3 separate regions of the Mus musculus genome follow, and regions 1 and 2 are each linked to region 3. The links are chromatin contacts, called in public Hi-C and promoter capture Hi-C maps. All regions are on one chromosome and are shown on one strand. The core of a region is the stretch at or near the end of the contact, and the rest is flanking DNA. Distances in the headings are between cores, read along the strand shown. Region 1 holds the start of 1700052I22Rik (RIKEN cDNA 1700052I22 gene). Region 2 overlaps Smoc1 (SPARC related modular calcium binding 1). Region 3 holds the start of Smoc1 (SPARC related modular calcium binding 1).

Evidence for each region. A called contact is a pair of places that touch in the nucleus more often than the background predicts. Capture Hi-C pulls out chosen DNA fragments and counts their contacts.
Region 1: a contact with region 3 is called in a promoter capture Hi-C map of liver. The contact joins the promoter of 1700052I22Rik here to the promoter of Smoc1 in region 3. A contact is called at or near these places in 1 of 484 Hi-C or Micro-C datasets (liver), 2 of 115 datasets of contacts at active chromatin or transcription factors (both in embryonic stem cells) and 1 of 9 other capture datasets (liver).
Region 2: a Hi-C map of uterus shows a contact between it and region 3, with 8 times the contacts expected there. The contact joins the enhancer-like site here to the promoter of Smoc1 in region 3. A contact is called at or near these places in 5 of 39 promoter capture datasets (the HPC-7 cell line, epiblast stem cells, liver and 1 more), 17 of 484 Hi-C or Micro-C datasets (the HPC-7 cell line, beige adipocytes, brown adipocytes and 4 more), 10 of 115 datasets of contacts at active chromatin or transcription factors (the 230-238 cell line, the NIH/3T3 cell line, bone marrow-derived macrophages and 7 more) and 3 of 9 other capture datasets (adipose tissue, liver and pancreatic islet).

Annotation. Positions count from the first base shown.
Region 1 is chr12:80,923,146-80,926,149 of GRCm38.p6, reverse strand. It overlaps 1700052I22Rik (RIKEN cDNA 1700052I22 gene), which reads left to right and starts at 1,703. Exons shown (of 2, transcript NR_033786.1): 1 at 1,703-1,922; 2 at 2,562-2,718.
Region 2 is chr12:81,102,919-81,106,281 of GRCm38.p6, reverse strand. It overlaps Smoc1 (SPARC related modular calcium binding 1), which reads right to left. Exons shown (of 13, transcript NM_022316.2): 2 at 1,510-1,675; 3 at 271-383. It also overlaps the pseudogene Gm18031. Among named protein-coding and RNA genes, the nearest start is that of Mir3067, 62 kb to the left of the region's middle. Within about 2 kb of position 1,566, at least 11 of the 459 cell types and tissues checked have an H3K27ac peak or open chromatin away from gene starts, as enhancers often do. A contact at or near this core is called in uterus, where this site is marked.
Region 3 is chr12:81,024,938-81,028,290 of GRCm38.p6, reverse strand. Smoc1 (SPARC related modular calcium binding 1) reads right to left here and starts at 1,483. Exons shown (of 13, transcript NM_022316.2): 1 at 1,133-1,483. The coding sequence starts at 1,228.

The DNA of each region.
Region 1 (3,004 bases), core at 454-2,953, 100 kb after region 3:
GTGCGGCTGGCTGGAAAGGATTACTTTCAAGGGCAAGAGGTTATAAGGCCTTGGCTGCAGTCCAGTTGGAGAACCCAACTATTATGGTCACAGTTCACCATGCCTGAATAGCTCTCCAAACTCCGTGCAAAATGGAGTACTCCCATTCTCAGTAGGGCTTCCCTTTATTTGCCTAATTTTACTTGGAAAGCGTCTCTGAGCACAGGCGCCTGGCCTTATTTGGGCCAAGACTCTGCACAGAGCCTCCTGCAAGCGGGGCCTGATTCTGCACTTAAGTCCTGCTCAGCCCTTCCCTTCTTCTGAAGAACCCTGCTTGGTGCTTCCACTCCCTTAGCCCTGTGTGCTGGTATCCAACAACCCCCCGAGGAAAGGGAGACCCACACAGTCCCTTAAGAACGCTGTTCTAGGTTCTGTTAGAAAGGGCAAGTCTGGGGCTGGAGAGATGGCTCAGTGGTTAAGAGCACTGACTGCTCTTCCAGAGGTCCTGAGTTCAATTCCCAGGAACCACATGGTGGCTCACAACCATCTGTAATAGAATCTGACGCCCTCTTCTGGTGTGTCTGAAGACAGCTACAATGTGCTCATATAAATAAATAAATAAATAAATAGATAAAAACAAAACTTTAAAAAAAAAAAAAAAGAAAGGGTAAGTCTGGAGGTAAAGATGATTGAATCGGCCGGGCGTGGTGGCGCACGCCTTTAATCCCAGCACTTGGGAGGCAGAGGCAGGTGGATTTCTGACTTTGAGGCCAGCCTGGTCTACAAAGTGAGTTCAAGGACAGCCAGGGCTACACAGAGAAACCTGTCTCTCGAAAAAAAAAAAGATGATTGAATCGATACAAGCATTTGCCACCAAACATGACCTGGATTCCATTCCTGGAGCCCATGTGATTGATAGGAGAAAAGTGGCTGGAGAGACGCTAAGCCATCTCTTCAGCCATCCCCTTACCAAAAGGATGGATCTTATTTTAGTCAAATAACAATTGGATCACACAGCATTCAAGAACAGTTAAATAATAAGTTAATCAGATATTAAAGCTGAGCAAGGGTGTCAAACACCTTTAATCTCAGCACTTGGGAGGCTCAGACAGGTTGATCTCTGTGAATTCGAGGCCAATCTGCCTACAGAGTGAGTTCCAGGACAGCCAGTGCTATACAGAATAAGCCTGTCTCAACCCTACCTCCCCTCCAAAAGGAAAGATTGGTCTTTAAACATTAATAACCAATGATGTCACTCTTGACTGTGACCTTTCTAGTATAAAACCACAGTCAGGGACTAGAGAGATGGCTTAGCAGGTAAAAGCATTTCCTTCTCTTTCAGAGGAACAGAGTTCAAGTCCCAGGATTCATGCTGGAAGTCACAACCAGGAGTAACTTCAGCTCCAGGGGACCCAACATCCTTCTGACCTCCTCAGAAACCTGCACACATCTGACGGACTCTCTCTCTCTCTCTCTCTCTCTCTCTCTCTCTCTCTCTGTGTGTGTGTGCGTGTCTGTCTGTCTGTCTCTCTCTCTCTCTCTGTCTGTCTCTCTCTCTCTCCCCTTCCACACAGAGTAAATAAAAATAACACTACTTTAAAAATAAAAACCATATGCATGCTCAGTGGCCACCAATCTATTCAGGCCAGCTTCCGGAACTTTGAGCTGTGTGAAGGAACCACTGTGAACTCTTTGTATTGTTGTCGTCAGCCTCTGTAGAGCTGTGGGGGAATCTCAGCAAGGGTTGGAGAACCAGTTCCACCTTGGCACAGTGCCAAAAGGAAGGCTTTGAGCAAGTCACCAGCACTAGGACCTTCTCATGAGCTTGCAGAGGAGCTGAGCTCTTGGCTAATGGGGGAAGGTCAATCTTGTGAACAGCAGGCTGTGCTGAGTATCAAATCACAAAAATCAGACCACTTGACTCCTAATATGAACAACGGATGGTAGGTCAGGGGCCTGGAGTCATGAACCCAATGACTGGCCCCTGTATTATCTTTAGATTAATATTACTTCTCCAGGCTCCTGGTGAGCATTTCTTCCCTTTTGTTTCCTGGGTTGCAGTCACTTAAAAGCGGGACCGTTTTCTAGGCCACATTGGGTCACTTAAATGAAAGCACTGTGGAGCCTTCTTGATCTAACCGTTTTTATTGTCGGGTTGTCTCTCCTGGTCTCTTCATTGTTTTCCATGGCCAAGCTGTTTAAGCTGCAAGGAGCCAAGCAAATTCTATGTCAAATACTGGACCGTGGCCATTTGCCTCCCCCCACCCCCCTGCCACTTACGCGTACCTCATCCATAAAGCCCCACCCCCACCAGGTTCTGCCTTGGGAGTCCAGGACATGGGGACACCTGCAGCCCCACCCTCCTTTACACCTGAGGAAACAAAGTAGATTTCAATGTCCTCCCTAGACCTGTCTGGCAAGACAAGATTTTTGTCAGGTCCTGCCAGCTCAGGGACTTTCTGATTAGAGAGTTGCCAAGGTGCTTTTCTTGCTTCAAAGGCAATGCAGTGATCCCGAGATTCCCACAACAAACACATAGCTGTTGTGAGCGTTTACTTTGTTTCCATTTATCTGTTACATAGGGACTTCTCAGAGGAAAAGGTGAAGTCAAACAGATCAGCAAGACAGATCCAAACTACCAGACGCTGACATCACCTCTAATGTTCTGCAGTTTTCTCAGACCCCTCTTCTACCTAATACTCACTTATCAAAGTCAACATTAAAACCACCTGATGACAATATTGTGACCCCCATCTCAGTCATTTTTATCGTGATACCTTAAAGGGACCAGCACATTTCTGAATCCAGATGGCTAGTGTTATTGAAGCCTTGCTTACTTTTTTTTTTTTTTTTTTTTTTTTTTGTCTGTAGCGTTTAAACGCCGGAATCACGACACTGAGGCTTAGCTTGGTGGTTCCACCTGTAGTCCTGGCACTCAAAGATCTGAGAGGGATGAGGCAGTATCAAGGCTATTCTGGACTATGGGAGTGAAACCCTGTCTTTGTTAGGTCTCAAAGAAACCCGG
Region 2 (3,363 bases), core at 317-2,816, 78 kb before region 3:
TTGACAGAAGAGACAGCCAGTAGGGAGGACCAGGACCCGGCCATGCCAGTTTCCTGGCTCAGACTCCATGCATCTTGTCAGGGCCCACTGCCAGTTGGCAGGGAGTGGCATAGAGGGCCCAGAAGGGGAAAGGCAGTGCAGAGGGGATAAAGAGACACTCACCCAGCCATTTCCCACAAAATGAAGGTGCCAAATGACCCTGGTGCTCTCTGGACACCTCCCTTCTGCCTCAGCCCAGCGAGCGCCCCAGAAGCCCACGTGAAACCTCACCTGTGTGAAGGAACCATCCTCGCCACACTCTGGGACAAACACAGCCTCCTGAGGCTTCTTGGCCTGTTCCAAGGCCTGAGCCCTCTCCAGGCGACACTTGCTCTGGCCAGCATCTAAACAGGGGGAGGAGTACATTGTATATTTCCCTTGGGTTCCACACAGAAGCCAGGGACCAAAATGGCTGCCCCATGGCAGGAATGCTGAGAAAAGCCCTGTACCTGGCTGGGGCAAGGCAGCATGCCACCTGCATGTTCAGTGGGAAGAGTGTGGTGCCCATGTCCACAGACACCTGCTGGAGCTACCTTCCTCTTAACGCTTAGGGAAGTAGAGGAGAAGCCTATTAGCCCAGGCTCTCCTTTTCTTTCTCCTAAATGTCCCTTTACTCATGGGATGGGGAAAGTGAGTCCCATTCCCATTAACTTCTCCAAGCTTTACTAAAACTAATAAATCCAGGAACTGCAAGGAGAGCGTGATGGTGCATATCTTTAATGTCAGGACTAAGGAAGGCTCTGATGGCAGGCCTGTCATCAGCCTGGGCAACATAGCAATGCTAGCGCTTTCTTGAGAAAATCAAATGTCTGTGGTAGCCCGCTGGCTTCCTGCACTTCCTATGATCGCTCCAGACCACAAGGTCAAAACTCTACGGGACTCGGGAAAGCAGCACAGACAGTGACTGAGGGGCTGCACACGCAGTGCTCTGAAGTCAGGAGGAAGGTTGGAAGTAGAGCAGAAAGCAAGCTCCTTGTAGTGGCTGGAACTCCTCAGCGCTGACTGTGTGCGCTGTCTTGCACTGACAAACCTGACAGTGCCAGACCTGCCAATTTTGGAAGAGAGAAACAAAAGGCCAGATTTGTTATTGTTGAATCTCCCAGTTTTTAAATGTTATCTCAAATACTTTGCGCGCTTTAAAGCAGGTCAAACAAAACACTTCTGTGAACCAACAGTTTGGAATCCCTATCCCGGGGCCAGCAGTAATGTACTGTGTCTCTGTTTTGAGAAAAAAAAAACAAAACACCACAAGCATACAAGACACTGCCCCTCAGCCCCTCGCTCCTCACTGGTGGCAGTGTCTGAAGATCAGGGAAGTGTTCCTTACCATTCTTCCTTCCCTCACACCCTGATGGGAGGCGGAGAGAGACAGAAGAGCAGAAGAGCAAAGGCATTCAAGCCCCAGTGATGATTTCACCTTGTGGCGCTGTAGTCCCAGCAGCCTCTGCCCGCCTGAGCGTACACACTCACCTTTGCATCGACCTCGATGGACCACGGCCAGGGCTGGGTCTCGGCACTTGGCTCTCTGGTACTCACACATGGACTCGTAGGACCTGCCGTCAGAGGCGCAGATGGGCTTGGGCTGAGTCCTGGGACAGTGTGGGTTGCACGGAGGGTCACGGTCACTTATTAGGAACTACGTTGGGAAGGAAGAAAAAAAGTGAAATAACACAGAGGTTATTTTTGCAAGAAAAATAGGGAGAGACCCATGACTTATAGTCTTGGCTTCCCCTTAGTTAGTAAATCTCAAATAGATCTGAAGTTATAAAACCCTAGAGATGAGGGAGCCTGATAGATGTTTAACCAAGGAAGGCCTCCCGTATGCATCCCAAAGATAGTAAGGTCCTGTTAACTGACCACAAGATGCTCCAAATGTAGGATCCTGTCAATCTCCACAACCACCCTGTGAGACGGAACCCCTGACGGGACCACTGTCACACTGTGTGGCGTGAGGATCTCCTCACAGCCTAAATCCATGGGGAGAAAATCAAAGCTTTAACCTGAAAACCATGCACCCTCTCTCCACACACGGATGGCTACCACAACTGCTGCTTACAAATGCTCAACTCCAGAAAAAAACAGTCTCTAAGTTCTGTGGGGGAAGTTTTATGTAATAGGTAATATCATTGAACCCCAAACCTATCGCCAAATCAATAGCATTAAACCCCAAATCTATCTGTTCTGCCCATTGCTCTCTAGCAAAATACAAGCTGAGTGAGTAAGAAAATTTTTTCCTGTGTTCCAAACGTGTGGTGATAATAATCAGCGTGGGAAACAATAAGTCAAGCAGAATCCTTTAGGACCAGAATTCTCAGACACCTTCAATAAACCCTCATGCACTGCGACCCTCCAAGTCGACCTCAGCATACCAGTGTCAGCCCTGGATCCCTGATTAAAACCCTTGAAAGGTGTCCAGCTGCCATTAGGACAGGTCAAGGGTGTTCCAGGATGGCCGTATGTGACCCTGGGCCTCAGTGACGGCATTTCTGTGCCGCTTGTTTACCACTGCCTCTGCCCATCTAGCCATTTGAAGTGTTTCTCCACCATCTGCTCTCAGCCTGCTCTGGGTTTGGGCTGCCACCATCTTTTTCAGGAGGCTTCCCCAACTCTCACAGGTAAGGACAGTGCCCATCCCAATCTCTCACAACTCTGGCTTCCTCTCAAGATATTTTTTTTCTTCTCTTTTCTTTTCTCTTTCTTTTCTTTATCTTTATTTTTCTTTATTTTTTTTTCAGAACACTTTTATTACACACGCTATGAATGACAGTTTATTTGCCTGTCTGGACTTAGATCTTCCACAGATAGAACTCCAGCCCCTTGCCTTCAAGCACATAGCCGTCTGCTCTGCCACACTGACCCGGTCTGAGGCAACACAGGTGAGAAGCTTGCCCTGCTGGAACTGCTCCTCCAGAAGAGCTGATTCTTCTTTCCTTTCGTCGTTGTATTTCTTTTTAATTGTCCTTGATAGTTTTTTTGTTTAAAATCTCTTCCTCCTCAGGAGTCAGCTTGGCCCCCTTCTTGTGGCCCAGGGGCAGTGCATAGTGGGACCCGTACCACTATCAGTACGATGCGCTGTCAATAGGCACAATGCCATTCTTCACCTGGGTCTTGGTGCGGACAAGCTCATTACTGGATGCATTGTAGACAACATCAATAATCCTTGTTTTGTGAGTACAACACTCAGAGGCCCAGGAAACATTCCCCACATCCAATCTCAGGGCACGGTAGTTCTTACTGCCTCCTCTAACTCGGACTGTGTGTATACGGCAAGGGCCAATCTTGGTGTTGGCAGCTGGCCGTCCCTGCTCATACTTCCGCTTCTTG
Region 3 (3,353 bases), core at 234-2,733:
TAAGTCAGGTTTTGCAAAGCTTTTCCTCCATACACTGCAGCTATAAAGATGATTCCCGGGTAGCAAAGGCCAGGAATAAAGAAGCTGCTATGGGAACAGGTGGTAATGGGGCTAGCCATCCAGGAAATGGGGCCAGAGGATATCCAGGGAAGAAAGCACAATTTGGTGGAGAAGCCAACTTCATTTGCTCAGAAGTCAAATCCTTGCTATTTTCCCAGAGAGATTCTCGCAGAATGGGAGCGGGCAAGCTGCTACCCAGAGGTCCGGCTTCTGATCTTACTGACCCTGATCCTTGCCCAGAGACTGCCTCCCTTACGTGTTGCCAAAGGAACCTCTAGGTGGTTTAACAAATACATTTTTAAGGCAGTGAAATTCTTTATTAGACCATTAGGAGGGAGCAGGGAGAACAATAATCTAGACCAGAAATGAGCACGGTGCTGCTGGTTCCCGTTTTTTTTACAATGCCCTGGACAACCCGTCCTGTGCACAGAATTGGCACATTTCGTGTGGTTCAGAAACTCCAATCAGATCAAGGTTCAACCGATCCAACCCAGGGGAGAAGTTCTTCCGAACTTCTCCACGGCTCCCTACCCCTGCCACTCCTCCAGGGCCAGGCCAGCAGGAGGGGGGCATTAAAATTATCTGCTGTGGGTTTTACGAGCAGCGATTGCTTTTTAAAACAACAACAACACAAGGTCCTTGTGTGGCTCGCGGGTAACCTAAAACTCTCTAGGCAGAGTGCCCCCCCCCGCCCCTTCTACACACACACACACACACACACACACACCCTCTGCCTGCCAAGAAAGCCAGCTCGAGGGACTGGTGCAGCGACAACATAGGGAAACTCTGCTCCAGCCAAGGCCGAGATCCCACCGACCTAGGAGGCCCAGGAGAAAAACCTCAGGAGAAGTTCGAGAAAGAAAACCCACCGGTGACAGGTCGTGGGGAGTCAGTGCTACAAGAAAAGGCGGGGAAGGAGGGGGGCAATGAAATTTTATTTCAGCAACTTCTCCAAGAGGCCTGCAAGGGACTAGACGGTAAAGTCGAGGACAAGGTCTGACACCTCCCTTCCCCCTCCTGTAGATGAGCGGCCAAGCGCAGGTGGGCGCGCGCAGCTGGGAGACGCACTTACCCTGGGGCCGGTGGTGCGGTGGCCGCCGGCCGGGGACAGCTGCACCAACACGAGCAGCAAGTGGGGCGTGAGCAGACGGACGCGCGCGGGCAGCATGGTGCCAGCGGAGCCGGGCAGCCACGAGCGGGCAGCGGGCAGGGGGGCTCAGGCTAGCTTCAAAGCACTTGGGGAGGTGGGGACCCTTGCAGCAGCTGGGAGTGGCCGAAGAGCCAGCGGCAGGGGCTGGAGGAGCCTGCGCCCGGGGTCACGGTCATGAACGGCGGAGGCCCGGAGCTGGAGTGCGAGCGTGTGCTCTGCGCGTGGCGCCTGCTGCGCTCGGCGTGGCCGCGGCGACAGCAGGTTGGATGCGGGAGCTCGGGCCATGGGAATTCCCGTTATAAACCCCGGGAGGGGAGGGGCGGGGCCCGGAGAGGCTGACTGACGGGTCGAGAGGCCTGTAGCAGCCGACCCTCCGGCAGGTGGAAGCCAATGGGAGAGAGATGAGAGGGGCGGTTCGTGGTCAGTACCCCACCCCACCCCCACCCCCACCCCCACCCCCACCCCCACCCCCCACCCCCCCAGGAGCTACACTGGCTTCCCGGCCACAGTGGGCTCCAGCAGAGGCTGGGATAAAGAGTAACTTTTTCTCAGCAAGTCCTCGCTGGGAACCTCCGCGCGCTCCAGCAGCCTCAGTCCCTCCTGAATGGTCACCTGGATAGTAAAGAAGCCTTACACACTTATCGTGTGTTAGTTCTTAGGCTTGAGTTGTCGCAACAGCTCCATGAAGCAGGCAGGGAAAATAGCTCCAAATGACCCAAAGTCCTTGAGAAATGTTTCCCGGAGGCCGCAAAATCAAGGGCAACCTGGGGAACCACCAGGTGCGGCCCACAGAGTGAGCTGCGACCTACGGGAAGAGGTATTCATTTATTTCAAAAAGAAAAAAAAAATCTCCTTACGGGTGACACCCAAGTTCCACAGCGGCTGCCTGAGATAATTCTGACGGAGGCGAACCGAAGCAGCCTAAGGTGGGTCCCCCGAGGGTCCAGTAAACTACCCCTATGGCCCTATGGTCCATGTGACCTGCGGTCAGAACCCGGGCATCTTGGCTAATCAGTCTGAACTTAAAGAACACAGGAGCAGCTTCTCTGTGGCCTAACAACGCTGGGGCGGAGGCCGGGGAGGAGAGGGCAGTCCCAGGAATCCTGGTCCCATATTGGGAGGAGGAAAGTTATGAATGGAGGAGATGGAGGAGTGTTCTGTGAGCACAGATATCCTAGAGACCTCCAAGGAGCAATTTCCTGGGAGCCCAAGCCTGGATTGTATAGGTCAGCTCTAAGCAGGCCTATCAGGTGCTAGAGCTCTTTCCATAGTGGTCCAAGAGGCCACCCTGAAAATGGTAACAGCTACATCGCATCACACACACTCACTTCAACCCAACAAAGTGTCTGCTGCCTTCCCCGCAAGAGACCCGTGATTATCTCCAAAAGTGGAACACAACTCTTCGTGCTTGATTTCCACCGGTCCAGGCCCGTCCCTTCGTGAAGAAAGATCCATTTCTCTAACCAGATTGAAATAAAGCCCAGGTTTCACAGCTCCCTGACTGCCCTGAGAGGTCCTGACAAAGATTAGCTCTGCTCCCTTCCAGCTTCTCTTCTCGATTATAAGAGCAAGCTAACCCTAACCCCCATCTGGCTGCATACAGACAGCCTTCACCCTACAGCCAGCCAGTCTTCCTGAACAACAAACCAGAATGCACCACTCTCTGTTCAAGGGGCTTTGCACCTCCCCCATCAGCCTCAGACGGGAATGTCCAGGCAAGAATAAAGGGTTCTTCAAACTAAAATGAAGCACATTTCTAAAAAAAAAAAAAGTGTCATGTCTCTCCCACCTGGACTCAGTGGCTTGATCATATTTTAGAGCCAGAACCCACCACCACTGCCATGGGGGTGAAATTCCAGTTCTGCCATCTAGTGGTAAAACCTTGAACTCACTCTGTTTTCCCCCTCTGTAAAATGGGAGCAAAAAATGGCGTCCATGCCATGTGTGTCTATGTGTATGTTATTGCCAAGACTAAAGGAGATTAAAGTGAGTATAGCCCTTAAAATGGTATAGGAAGAAAACAAGCCAATACTTCATAGTACTTTGTGCTCATGGAGTGAATATTTCTACTTTGCAAGCAGGTCAAAGGGCAATGCATGAGATCGACTTGTCTGATGGCCTCATCTGGTTAGTAGATGACCAA